Regions from separate parts of the Zea mays genome. Here regions 1 and 3 are each linked to region 2. A link is a contact called in public Hi-C data. All regions are on one chromosome and are shown on one strand. The core of a region is the stretch at or near the end of the contact, and the rest is flanking DNA. Distances in the headings are between cores, read along the strand shown. Region 1 holds the start of LOC103633615 (aspartyl protease family protein 1). Region 2 holds the start of LOC103633620 (la-related protein 1B). Region 3 holds the start of LOC100273959 (trafficking protein particle complex subunit 2-like protein).

The links. A called contact is a pair of places that touch in the nucleus more often than the background predicts.
Region 1: a contact with region 2 is called in a Hi-C map of ear, with 2.9 times the contacts expected there. The contact joins the promoter of LOC103633615 here to the promoter of LOC103633620 in region 2. A contact is called at or near these places in 4 of 25 Hi-C or Micro-C datasets (ear, endosperm, leaf and 1 more).
Region 3: a contact with region 2 is called in a Hi-C map of leaf, with 2.4 times the contacts expected there. The contact joins the promoter of LOC100273959 here to the promoter of LOC103633620 in region 2. A contact is called at or near these places in 4 of 25 Hi-C or Micro-C datasets (ear and leaf) and 1 of 3 datasets of contacts at active chromatin or transcription factors (seedling).

What each region holds. Positions count from the first base shown.
Region 1 is chr7:184,273,311-184,277,941 of Zm-B73-REFERENCE-NAM-5.0, reverse strand. It overlaps LOC103633615 (aspartyl protease family protein 1), which reads right to left and starts at 2,592. Exons shown (of 9, transcript XM_008655333.4): 1 at 1,818-2,592; 2 at 1,497-1,629; 3 at 953-1,419; 4 at 748-883; 5 at 599-672; 6 at 406-508; 7 at 249-306; 8 at 88-159. The coding sequence starts at 2,074.
Region 2 is chr7:184,490,710-184,495,072 of Zm-B73-REFERENCE-NAM-5.0, reverse strand. It overlaps LOC103633620 (la-related protein 1B), which reads right to left and starts at 1,853. Exons shown (of 7, transcript XM_020541135.3): 1 at 1,195-1,853; 2 at 362-1,082; 3 at 120-276; 4 at 1-38. The coding sequence starts at 1,554. It overlaps LOC103633619 (a long non-coding RNA gene), which reads left to right and starts at 1,944. Exons shown (of 2, transcript XR_556595.3): 1 at 1,944-2,456; 2 at 2,801-3,379.
Region 3 is chr7:184,330,647-184,335,167 of Zm-B73-REFERENCE-NAM-5.0, reverse strand. LOC100273959 (trafficking protein particle complex subunit 2-like protein) reads right to left here and starts at 1,308. Exons shown (of 5, transcript XM_008655336.4): 1 at 1,097-1,308; 2 at 905-980; 3 at 184-262. The coding sequence starts at 1,129. It overlaps LOC100276799, which reads right to left. Exons shown (of 2, transcript NM_001150509.1): 1 at 4,123-4,521; 2 at 1,508-1,780. The coding sequence ends at 4,126.

The sequences.
Region 1 (4,631 bases), core at 1,343-3,842, 220 kb after region 2:
CACAACATGTAACGGCATTGCTCTAGTTTGAAGCTCTTGTAAATTTAATCTGTAAAAAAACGTCTAGATGGATATGATGGTGCTTACAATCAAAGTTTTTCCAGCCCAAGACCTTCCTCTCTCGATCAAACACGACCTTCAGCCCAGACATAAAATTCTCTGCATATAAAATGACCAGCCAAGGTACGAATGTTGAAGAGTTTAGTTGAAACAGAAGGTTGAAGAGTTTGAATGCAGAAGGCGCTTACCCCCTATTAAGTTAACACCTTCGCTCTTCATAACAGCCAAGCAATATGCCATCGGATTCTGAGAGAGATAGAGAGAGAGAGGTAGTTGCAAATTAACAAAATCATGTACATGGATAGCGATATAACCAAATAGCATAGAGTGACAGTTGTATCTTACAGATACAGAGTCCGTAATGGTAATTATTGGATCATTGACAGGAAACACGCTTCCACCTTCCGCCGTGAAGCTTATGTTCGGAGGATTGGTAGAAGCCTTTGGACTGGAGTGTGCAGCAACGAATCCATTGGGTACAGCATACAGTAAGTGTAGATATAACTATGAGAGGCTGTTAGTTAATAGATGAAGATACCTTATAGAGTAGCAAAATTCAAAGGGCAGAGAAGAGTCAAGCTGGCTTGGCTTATCCTGGACTTGTGAGTTGAACTGATCAAAAGAATGAACATGTGTAAGAAGAAAAGCAGAGCGAGAGATCATTTATAAATCCTTTTGCACACTTACGCTGCTAGTGATTTGAGTGTACATCGGATCAGACAGAGCTGTGAAAGAGGTGCCAGAGTCAACAATAGCGTTGAACTTGGTGTGAATGGATTTACTCCCCACCGTAGCACCAGTGATGCTTATGTTGTAGTATGGACTGCAGATGGAAGAACGTACATATGAGGTTGACGACGAGAAGAAAGGGAACACGTACGTACGTACTTACTTTTGTTTATACATGTTTAACGGGGTTTCCTGCTGATCTGAGCTTCCAGTGTCCCCAAAATTGATTCTACCATGGCCATCTTGTGCGAAGCACATGGAGAAGGAATTGGCAGCAGCAACTCCCTGACTTGCTAGCAAACTGGGGACCGATATGGTGTCCATGCCCAGGCCAAGTAGACCATTGGGTGCAGCAGTGCCCAGAAATGAACCCGTCTGAGTCCGTCCACAGCCGAACGTTATGGGGGCCGTAACGATTTTGGGTTGCCGCCCATACTCCGTGACCAGGTACAGGACATCCTCAACCAGCACACCGGTGGATGATGTGTTATCAGACAGGTATTGGATGCTGTAGGGGCAGCTGCTGCTTGCTGACCGGCATGCACTCTGTTCATCGCACAAATTGCTGCTGCATGGGACCTTTCGGCTAGTGCTCGACTTCTGAGGGCTGTAAGTGTCGAACTTGAGATCCTGTGCAAATTTACACAATGAAAATTTGGTGGTAGTACAGTCCATGGATTACAGACAATTTGGTTTGGTGGTAGTACCCTGTAGTTGGGTGAGACTAGTGGCGCGCAGTTGATGCAGTCGCAGGGCACCCAGAAGAGGTCGCTGCCGGTGTCCAGCGCCACCAGGAACGTCACGTTCGGCGTCCCCAGCGCCACCACCGCGTAATGCAAGCTGCGCAACCACCGCCCGCTTTAGGCTTCTTTAGCCGGTTAGCCCCCCAAAAAGCCAAAAGGAACAGCAGAGCAGCATGCTAATGATTCCATCCCTCTCCCCGATCCCAAGCCAAGCCAACTGAGAGGATTATAGATTGACGAGGACGGCAAGCGAGCGAGTCTGAGCAGAGTAGTAGTGGCTCTCACAATCCCAGTTCGTTGAGCCGGTACGTGTCGTTGCCGTCGGCGAAGGCCACCTCCCCCCCTCCCGCCAGCGAGCGCCGGCGGAGGTCGTGCCCGGCGAGCGCCGCGTAGTACTCCGCCGTCCCGGCTGGCGGCGCGCGGTGCCCCGCCCACTCCCGCACGGTGGCCGAGTAGCGGTGGTGGACGTCCAGGCTCAGCGCCTCCGCCGCGGACGCAGCCACGGCGGCCGCCTGCAACGCCACCCACACCCACGGCGCCATGGGAAGCGAAGGGGTAAAAGGGAAGCCTTGGAACTCTGGAAATGGAAAGGTCTCGGCTGTGTCCGCGGCCTGCTATTTATCCAGAGGGGGAGGAGAGGATGGAAGGAGGAAGGAGGAAACCCAACCTGCCTACCTGCCGCCTCCGAGTGCTGCGACTGCGAGGTGGGTTTCCGCGGGAAGGGTGGGTGGTGGGGCCCACGGAGCAGAGAGAGAGAGGGAAGGTTGAGGGCCCCGTCGGGGTCAGACGTCACGCGTCAGTGCGCTGGAAGTTTCGCTTTGGACTCCCTGCCGCCTGTCGCCTTTTCTTTTGTCTGTCTGTGTGATTTCGATTTTGCCTTGAAAAAAGATCTTGCCTTGTGTTTTTTCATCAAATTTGAGTTTTCATCATGACATGACACACACCCGTGGTGGTGGCTGAATGACCGCGATGGGTTTTTCTTTTCTTTCCATTTTCTTACATAGGATGGATATATTAAAGTCAGATCGGCCTGCTATATATATAATATATTACGTGTTCAATCAATCTGGGTTGCACCTGCGACGTGACATCGTCATCGTCACTGCCGGGGGTTGAGGCGGCTGCCGCCTGCGTTTTTGACTCTTGTTCAATCTAGCTTCTACAGCCGTTCCGTTGACAGGACGTCATGCGTGCTTAACCTGGCCCAATCCAAGTTACGCTGGATTGGAATCCGCGTCGTGAGCCTAGACTTCTTTCATGGTGATGGACCACCGGACGGTCCGTGGTGGCGATATAAATGGTTCGACCCTACACAAAATCAATTAGAATTCTGAATTTATAGCGTGATTTATTAGCAACCTCCATAGTCGATCTAATAACTCTACTTATCGTTTTTACCCTTATGCATTAGGAGTAGCCTTAGTTTAGCCTCCCTCTACTCAAATCTTCACCTCTTTTCAGCTCTATGTTGACTAGAAGCGTCTTGGGTGGCTTGACGACGCCAATACACACTAGGATCTCTACGCCCCGACGGGGTCCCTCCCGAGAGTCGAGATCTATGTCTACAAGCCGGTTGTTGAAAGCATGACGGTCGATGGGCAACAACAATACAAAGACTACATGCATGTTTGGTTTGTGGCTAAATGTGCCACACTTTGCCTAAGGTTAGTCATCCAAATTGAATAACTAACCTTAGACAAAAAAGTTAGGCAAAGTGTGGCAATTGAGGTAAGGAACCAAACATGCCCTACATGCGTCAAGCGAAGGAGAAATTCTTCTCACAATACACGGTGGATCGCCACCAGAAGGTTGTCGAACATGGAGAGACTGATGTCGCATCTCTTGTATCTTCGCTTCAAATCATCAACGTAAGTAAACCCGACGACATCCAATCTACTAAACAGTATGTAGATCAGCAGCAGAATCAAATGAAAAAATAGATTGGATGGTTAGAAGAATCAATTAGAAAATTAACACGTTCGTTGGAGAAATCCGTTGCTCCTAATTTTCCATTATTTGAAAATGGTAATAAGATGTCTATGTCTAATACGTCGTCAACAAATGGGGATTCGCAACACTGGCCAGTTACTAGCACACCTAGGCGATTTGGCTGATGGGGAAGTCTTTCGTGTTCGTTTATTTTTTTTATCCTTTATTGGTACCGCTTTTGCATGGTAAGTCATCCAGCCTCCTAATTCCATTAATTCCTGGAATGATTTGAAAAGTAAGTTTTATGAGCATTTCTTTTCTGGTGAATATGAATTAGGGTTGGTTGATTTGGCCTCAGTCCTACAAGGATGCGAAGAGTTGGTTAACGGTTATATCCGGAGGTTCCGGGACACTAGAAACCGACGCTTTGAAATCCATGTCGCGGACAAAGAGCTAGCTGGGCTGGCCTTTAATGAGTTGCTATCCTACTTGAGAGATAAATTGGATGGCACCCAGTTCTTTTCGATAGCTCAGCTACATCAACGAGCTTTGGCCTATCGGTCGGATGTACTATACATTTAGTGGAGTGCGATAATTCGAATGACGAATCCATAAATATATGTAGCGCCGAACTTGTTTAGCCAACAAAGGTCAAACCTTCACCTTGTTCTTCTTTACAACTGGTTCAAAAGATTTGACAAGAAGTTAAATTTACTTTTAATGTTGCTAAGTGTCATAGAACATTTGATGAACTAGTGAAAACTGACAACATTAAAGTAACTCATACTTTTCCTTCTCTAGATGAATTAAAAAGATGTGCTTACTACAAGTGGTATAATTCTTTTTTCCATGCCAACAATGAGTGTAACGTTTTTCGTCGTTAGACACAATCAACCATAAATGAGGGTCGGTTGAGTTTTTACGAGATGCAAGTGGACACATAACCATTTCCTGTCAATATAATAGAACTATCAAGCAAAAAGATATTGGTTCGACCGAAGTGGCCAATAAAAACAAATGCAAAAACGTTGTTATTGGTCGGGGCTGCCGTCGGCGAGAGCGAGGAAGAGAGAGACGGTCGCCGAGATGAGGGGCTCGGTAGGCAGTAGGCACGGCTTTGGTCGCCAGGTCGGGGGCGACCGGGTGAGGCAGGCGGGGCTCCGAGCTGAA
Region 2 (4,363 bases), core at 604-3,103:
GTCTCCTCAAGAATGTGTCATGGCATAGATTATTTGTGCTAGCAAGGCGAGGGTAGAAACAAACAGTTAGGTCAAGAAATAGCAACAGCACGCAAAGAGAAAGCAAGCAGATTCACTACCTAAAATAGAACTCTATCTGATTCCTAATACTATCTTGGAGATTTGGTTGATCCTGATGAGGAGGAACCCAAGCAGGCTGCATGGGTGGCCGAAGAAGATGCATGTTCTGAAACTGTTCTACTGGTGGGAGGTAGACAGGATAAGGTTGCACATCAGCTGCATATCACCAAAACAACAAACATTACAACAAATAGATGTTATGCTATTCATAAAAAATAGCAAGCCGAGTTTTCAGGCTCACCAAGGTAGGGAAATGATGGGACATAAAAATGCTGTGGCACCATGAAATGGGCAGCCGGTGGTGGTGGTCGGTGAAAGGGCCCAGGCTGGTAGATGCCAGGCTGCTGCTGCTGTTGATATGGCATTACCGGAACTCTTGGGAAGTTCCTAGGGGAGAAATTAGCCCCTCTCTCATGGTCACGGCGACCCCGGTAACCACCACGACCTCCAACGCCATTGCTACTACTACTATTTCGGGGATTATTATTCCAGTGGTTGCTGCTACCACTGCTATTTCTATTGTTCCCATCACCACCACCACCACCACCTCGTATGTTGTGGTTCCAGTGGCCATTGCCAGAAGGATTTCTGCTGCTGTCATTGTCATTCCCACGGGCACAACGAGTGCCAGGGACATTATCATCCAAATTGATGGGACCATCGCCATTGCTGCTGTTGCAACCGCTGTCAGTACCAAGGCTTCCATCATTCCAGTTACCATCACCACCACTGCCGCTGCTCCCGTCACCTCCGCTACTATTGGCAGCCCTGACGCCACCATTGCTACCATTTCCACGGTTGCCACTGCGCCGAACTGGAAATGTCTGGGTTGTGGCACCGTTCTGCTGAGAGGAAGCCGCAGGCGTGCGAGGAGGTATGGAGGTAGGGTTTTGGGCAGTGGGAATCGGATTAGCCCCCACAACTGGATGTGGAAGTACCGATGAAGCAGCAATTGTATCCTCCTGATTTAATTGCATCAGCAGATTCATCAAACTCATAGGAAACTTTGATTTTAACAGGACCGCCGAAACGCAAGAGATGTACGCGCATCGGAAAAATCGCGAGATTCAGTACCTGCGGAGGCGGGCCGGAAACATCGGAGAGGGCATTGAGGGAGTCGGACGAGCCCGACTTGGGGCACGCGCGCGTCGACTCCACGAGCGCCGGCCACGAGGCGTCCCCGCCGATGATGCCGCCGCCCTCTGGGGTCGCCTCCGCCGCGGCGGCGGGGGTCTGCGCCAGCACGCTCCACGTTGTCTTCCTTGCCGCCGCATTGGTGGGATCGGCCCCCTCGGGGTGGGCCGGTGGATCCCTGCGGGACGCCTCGGGCGCCGAACGGCCGGACTCCGGCGGTACCGCGATCGCCTGCGGAACGGCGGCCGCTGATTGCGCTGGCGCTGGCGCGGGCGCGGGGCCACCAGCAGCCGGCGACATCACGGGGCGAGACGACTGGGAATCGAGCTGGGGGTTTGGGGCGGGGGAATGGGAAGGCGAGGACGAGGAGGCAGGAGGAGAGACGAGAGATGAGGGGACTGGGAAGGCGGGGGCCGGAGAGGAGGCTCGGTGTGGCGGCGGTGGGAGGTTAGGTGCGTAATTAGCAGAAGTAGCGGGGGGGGTATTTGTGGGAAATTACGACGACGATGGCGGATTCCTTCCATATTTGCGTGCAGTTAGACTGCAACTTTGGATTCTGTATCCACCACAGCGAGAGATCGAACGGACGAGTTGCCGTTACCAAATTCCGGCGGAATTTCTGGAGTTATCTGACAATTGTGCCCATCCTTTCCCCCTCTCTCTTTTATAGTCGGGCCCCGCGCGACAGCCCTTCCGTTCTTCTTCTTCACGCCCGCGCCTGCACCAGGATCTCACCGTGCGTGCCACCACGTCGAGCTGCCTCGTTTGATTCCTTGCCACAAGTGGAGCACGCCGAGACACCCTTCTTTTCCCCACGATCTCGACCAACTCCCCTTCCCCTCGCTGAGTATTTCTTTCCTTTTTTTCTCCGTCGTTTACGGAAATTGGTCGGAGTCGATCCCCACCGATTTGGAGCCCGATTCGCCCCGGCCTCGCCTCTATCAGTACCACTCGAACCCCCGCCATCGATTCCGAGCACCAGCGCCCCCTCCCGTGCCTCGCTGCTCTCTGTCAGCGCTCGTTGTCGCCGTCGCACCACCGTTCGCGCCAAGGGTGCCATCGTGCTCCCCGGAGCTCGCTGCTGCTTCCCCGATCATCTCCGAGCTCTTTACGGTCCTCTAGGCGTGGTACCCCGACCCCGCCGGAGTTCATTGCGCCGCCACCGCTCGTCGTCGACCTCCTCCGCTACCCCGACCCCCTCGGTGAGGCCCTAACCGCGTTCGCCTTCACCCCAACTCCCTCTCGAGCCGTTTTCCCAGTATGTCAGGCTCCGGCTTCCCCAGCATTCTTCAGACACTCAGGCATTGGAATAACATTATGTACCACTTGAAATGATCAAGCGATGAAGCTTGTTTTTTGTCCATCTTTTTTTTTAATCGATGTCTAATGCTACTCTGGATAACAGTCTAGTAGTCTCATAAGCTCTAAAGTAGAGGCGACATCAACAAGTGAATCTATCTGTAGTAGAGGAAATAACATGCTTTATCGAGATCCGTGAGGTAAATGCACATTCTACACTTCTCATTTGTTTTTTTCACCATTACAGGTAGACCTGTGCAAACATCGGGGGGTCATTTAATACGACCCGTACCTCACTCGTGTCTAATGTTAGGTCAGGTTGGCCCGTGCCTCCCTGTTTGACGTGTCGAGTTAAGTTTTTTTTGGGTTGGGTCGGATTTGTTGGCTTTGGGTCGAGTTTTTTTTTTGTTGGGTCGGGTTTTGGATAAAAATTATGGCCCATGAATTATTGTGGGTCAAAAATTATAATCCATACCCGTCTGTTGCATTGGTTGGATCGAGCCAGACCAAGTCTTTTTTTGAGCGGGTTGGGTTGGTCGGGTCGGGTGACCCATGATCAGATCTAATTACATTATTGGCAAGCCATTCTAGGTAAGTAACTTTCCTGATTACCCCAACACTTAGAAGCCTTTTGACTTCTGCTCTTGCTCCTTCAGCTTTGTCTTTTGACATTTTTCTCAGTTTTTGCTTTCTTGGTCTGGTTGAAGGATCCACGTTGAGAGAGTGCTCAATGATGTTTCTATTTACTCCACGTAAATCATCAGTTGAGCAAGCAAATACGTCTCTATTGTTGAACAAGAACTTTTAAGCTTTTTTCTTGCTCTTCTGATAATTGTGTTCCAAAGAGTGATTTCTGATCGGCTATATCTTCACAAAGAAGTATAGCCTTGGCTGATCCGCCGAAGTTGCCTTGTCCCTTATGTGCTTCTGTTGATTTTGGGCTTCGGCTTCATCTATGTTGTGAATGACCTTGGAGTCTGTCAAGTTTCCTTCGACTTTTCCTGTAGATTCTTGACTTCCAAATATGGAAATTGGGCCTTGATTGGATGGATTATCCTGTAAAGGTATGTTGAATGTAGCACGACTTTAAAGGCATTCATTGTCCCTCTTCCAACAGTTGCATTATCGGGATACTCCATGCCAACTATGTCGAACACAACTTCCTCAGTTCTTGTGTTATGAATATGGCTGAATGTAATTGCCATTAGTATTTTACCGAATGCTGTTATATGCTTTCCTCCAAAGCCACACAGAGGAAGTACTGCATCTTGTATCTCGTCATCTGGTTATTGCATTTCTTCGAAGGCTTTAGAAAAAATAATATCTATTGCACTTCCGGTATCCACTAGCACATTGTGGACTAAGAATCCTTTAATGATACACGATATAACCATTGCATCATTATGTGGGTAATTCATCAGCTGAAGGTCCTCTTGAGAGAAGGTAATCAGAATATGGGACCAGTTAGATTTGATGAAGTGTCCTTGAACCCCCCACATGTTGTACCCTTCGTTGAGCTTCTTTCTTATGCATTTTGTTAGCTGGTTCAAAACTTGAGCATCCCGTGATCGGGAGGACAATCTTTTTCAAACTTGTTGATGAAGCGTCGACACTTGCCATGGTTTTCATTTAATGAAATGACGAAGCTTGCAGTGGTCGTGAAAGTGAGTTCACCAGAGGTGGGCGCTAATATTGTGATCTTGTTTTCAATTGTTATATGACATAAAAAACAAGGCAACATAATGTTAAAACATTTGGACTTTCGTCCTTAAGTTATCACTTCATTGAAGTGTTAGCTTGAGTACGAAGG
Region 3 (4,521 bases), core at 59-2,558, 160 kb after region 2:
GTTGGCGACAAGGGAACACATAAATATTTAGTTGGTAGTCATTGTTTTAACGCATTTGTGAATCATTCAAGTAGATTTTTTTTTGAAAATATAAACAATATATTTTTGAAACTTCTGTAACTAATGGAGGCATATGCCATCAGGCAAATTAAGCAAATAACTAAAAAACTGGAAGAGACTTACACTTTGTAGTTCTCAGTTGGGTATAGAAGACCCAAAAATGTCTCATTCAATGTAGGTGCACTCCTCTTAGGATTGCTCACTGTCAACAGAACGAATGTTGAGGCAGATAAGAAAACGACAGAATGTCTCTCAGATGAAAAAAAAAAGCAATAGCCTAACAGCACTGAGAAAAAGGAGATTGATATTTCTGTATGCCAATAAATCACTGGGTTAAAACTACACTAATAAGATTGAATCAACCATTGCATTTGTCCATAATAATCATCTAGAACCACTAAGCTTCTATGCATATCCAAGCCCTCACAAGGCAGGTCTGCTCTTGTCCGCATATGCCACATGATTTGAATTTGCCCCCTTTTGTACAAGTTGGATCGATTCTCAAGTTTTAATGCTCATTCCAGTAACTAAGGGCCTGTTTTGGTTGGAGGCCTGGCAGGCAAATGCCAGGCCCCATATAATTGGAAGAGTAGATTTTGATTCTTCTGACCTGAAACTGGTGATGCAGCTTCTAAATTTCAGTTTTAATTTAACTCCAGAGCAACAAGCACACAATTTAACGAACATGATCTCCTCCGTTTCTCAAATGACTGCAAACTAGAGATTTGAACAGATATAAACTAACTAGAGCTCCCAGCTATTCACAGCCGGGCTAAAAAGAAGGACGTCTAGATCTGGATCACGATGGTCCTCAGCGGCGGCGGCGGGTGAGACGCTTAGCTACCTCGCTCGTCGATGACGTCGAGAGAGCAGTGGACGATGTGGTGGAGCTTGAGGGCGTCGTCCGCCTCCGTGAAGCTCTGCAGGTACAGCGGATTGTTCTGCAGCACCGACGGAAAAGCTCACGACGAGATCGCATCAGGCCAGATCTGCACGATCGGACGCGAGGGCCGAGTGGGGCGGTGAGGGTCCTGACCTGGTGGCCGACAACGGCGACGCAGACGATCATGATTCCTCCGGGAAGAGGACTTGGGGAGGAACGGAAGAAGAAGCCGCCAGCCGGTAGCAAGACCTCCGGTGCCGGGGACTCCTCAGGCAGCGAAGTAACCTCCCGGGCTCTGGGCTCTTTGGGTAGGCTCGTGTGGGCGAATGGGCGATGACGACAAGAGGCACGCCATCATATGCCAAGGACCGATCGGACGGTCAGGAGAACCCTTTCTCAACGCACGAATCTTGATTCATACCGTATCGAAAGCGTGTGCATAATCGAATGTCTCAAGAAGAAAGATTATATTCAGCTCTTTGATCATTTATAAATTCACTCAGAAGTGAGAACAGTACATAGATTTCACACACTCGATCAGAGAAACAGGCAAAGTCACATAAAGCGAGTGTAGACGTAGCTTCTTGTATCAATCATTCGATCGCAGTTCTTATTTTGTCCCCAAGCCATTGTGTTCATGTTACAAAATCAGCAGGGCGTTCTGCCAGGGATTCACACCTCACTGATGAACAAAGGGGAGTTCAACATGAGACTTCGCTCCAGGGATTTCAGCTTTCATCCATGACCACAAAAAACAAACCGCGGCGAATTTTCTCTCTGGATTTCCTGGATGTGGATGCACCCTATATCCCAGAGCAGTTGTGACGAAAAAAACACCTGAAGATCATGTACACAAGTGAGGTTAGTATTGTAAGGAGCTTTTTATATCCTGTGCGCATTTGTGTTCAAGCTGAATTTTCATATCAAACAAATTTAAGATGTGATTTAATGATTAACATGACATGGGTAAATGAAATCAGTTCTGGCTCTGCTACTGCACTTGATACGATATGCTAAGCAGCATATTTATTGACCAAAATATAGAGATCCTACATGTAAGCATAGAATAGAATTATCCTTTAAGTGTACCCAAACAATTAATAGGGCAATAAAATTCAATTTTCTGCATACATAGCTTTCCAAACAAGTTTCACTCTTAAAAAGTAGGAACCCTATGTCAAACTAGAAAACTAACCTGTTGCATAGCAACAAGGTTACAAGAAAGCTCGAACAATGATATGGATAAACATTACCCAGTTACAGTTACCACCCTATAGGCCTGTTTGAGGCAGCTTTTTCCTGAAGAGCTTTTTTGAGAATCTAGGTTCATGTGTAATCCAATTGTCATCAGAATCTGAATATCGCGGAACTTGCGAGCGAAGGAATATGGGAGCGGGGTCTACACGGTTTAGGAAACAGCAGATTCCTACCATCGCGATGACTCGATGGATTCTGTATTCCATGGTTATTAAAGCGATAAAACGTTGAAGCAATCATGATTGCTTTTTTACTTTAAAACATTTAAGTAAGCTTTAAAACGTCTTTTTAAACATGACCAAAATGTCAACATAACATAAGCTCACATAATAATATCAAGGGAAATACCAATCTCCCATAAAACAAGTTCTAAGATGACATATCCATAATCACAAGCACACAATCAACTAAAACGGCAACTTCTAAAATGACATCTAACAACCACATGCACACAATCAACTAAAACGACATGCCCACAACCACAATGACACAAGCATCACTCTCAATCTCCCTTCCATCATGATCTCTCAGGAACCATCATCCAAATCATGAATATTAGTAACCAACATTTCAATCTCCCTTCCTTGCCGCGGTAGATCACAGGCGCAGGGGCGGCGAGCGGATGGTGGATGACCCCTGGCAGGCTCATTTTAGGGTGCACGATGATTCTCTCGTGGGCTGGGGGTGGAGCTGGACCTCCCTAAAGTGTTAAAGTGTCACTTTTCACGGCCCATAGCGTTTAAACGTCTAAAACTAGCGCTTAAAATTAGTGTTGTAGCGCCTAAAACGAGTGTTTTACGCTGTTCGTGAAACGTTCTAGCGCTTTAGGCACTTAGAGTGTTTTGGCGCTTAAAAGGCGTTTAAAAGGTGCTTAAGCAACTTTTTGATAACCATGATGTATTCACGTTAATTTGAGCAATTTTCACAGAAGCGGACTGAGAAACGAAGCGTTTAACAGCCAAAATTTGGCCATAAACCGAAACAAACAGGCCCTATGGCCAATACAGGTGTTCAAAACTTGTAAGCCCACAACTTTAGCACAAACAAATTCATTGGGCACTGACCACGGTTTGTGAACAAGGATTTGACTATGTTTGGTTCAACTAACTAAAAGTTTAGTCCGTGTCATATTGGGTGTTTAAATGTCAATTACGAGTATTAAATATAGTCTAATCACAAAACTAATTACATAGATGAAAACTACATTTATTAAGCCTAATTAATCCATGATTAGCAAATGTTTATTGTAGCATCACATGTGCAAATCATGGACTAGTTAGATCTAATAGACTCGTCTTACTGTTTAGTCCTTATCTGTGTAATTAGTTTTGTAATTAGACTATATTTAATACTTATAACTAGTATTCAAATAATCAAACATCTGATGTGACAGGACTAAAATTTAGTCCCTTGGATCCAAACGGATCTAATAGAGTGTTTTTATGAGCCTAAAGTTTAGTTCATGACACATTGGATGTTTAAATATCAATTATGAGTATTAAATATAGTTTAATTACAAAACTAATTATATAGATGAAGACTGAACAGCAAGACGAACATATTAAGACTGATTAGTCCATGCGGTGCTATAATAAATATTTGCTAATCATAGATTAATTATGTTTAATGAATTTGTCTCGTTGTTTAGTCTTCATCTATGTAATTAGCTTTGTAATTAGACTATATTTAATACTATTGATGTTTCTTCTCCAATTTCACGTTTCTCAGGGTAAATCCGACCTCACAATGACATACATGATACACAGCAAATTACAATGTCACACCATTTAATCAACGAAACCTCACACAAATTATGAATAAGCCCACATCATCCAACAGCATATTGAAGTTGAAGGTTGCATCAAAGTTTGACTCTGAAACTAAAATAGCAGAGGGCAATCCGAAGCGGCAAACGGACTCACAGATCAGCTCTTGACGAGCCTCCAGCGGCTTAGGGCCCTGGCGACGGGCGGCGTGAGCGCGATGGTGATGGGGACCCTCACGGGGAATAGTGCCTTGTTGCAGACGACAGCGAGCGCGAACGCGCCGCCACTTGACGCCACGAGCTCCATCGTCCTGTTGCGGGGCTGCCGCTCTCGCTCCGTCTCTTCTTGCAGTACCTCGTTGGCCATGGGCGGCAGGGGGACGTCGCGCAGGTGTTCATCGCGGGAAACGGGGGCGGGTGAGGCCTCGCCGCCTACGGTAACGCCGGGGGAGATACCGAACCTCCGGAAAACGGCTTCGACGTCGACGTTGTTGTTGATGGCGACGTAAAGGCCGGCGATGGAGGCGCAGGAGACGGATAGGTGGACGCAAATGGC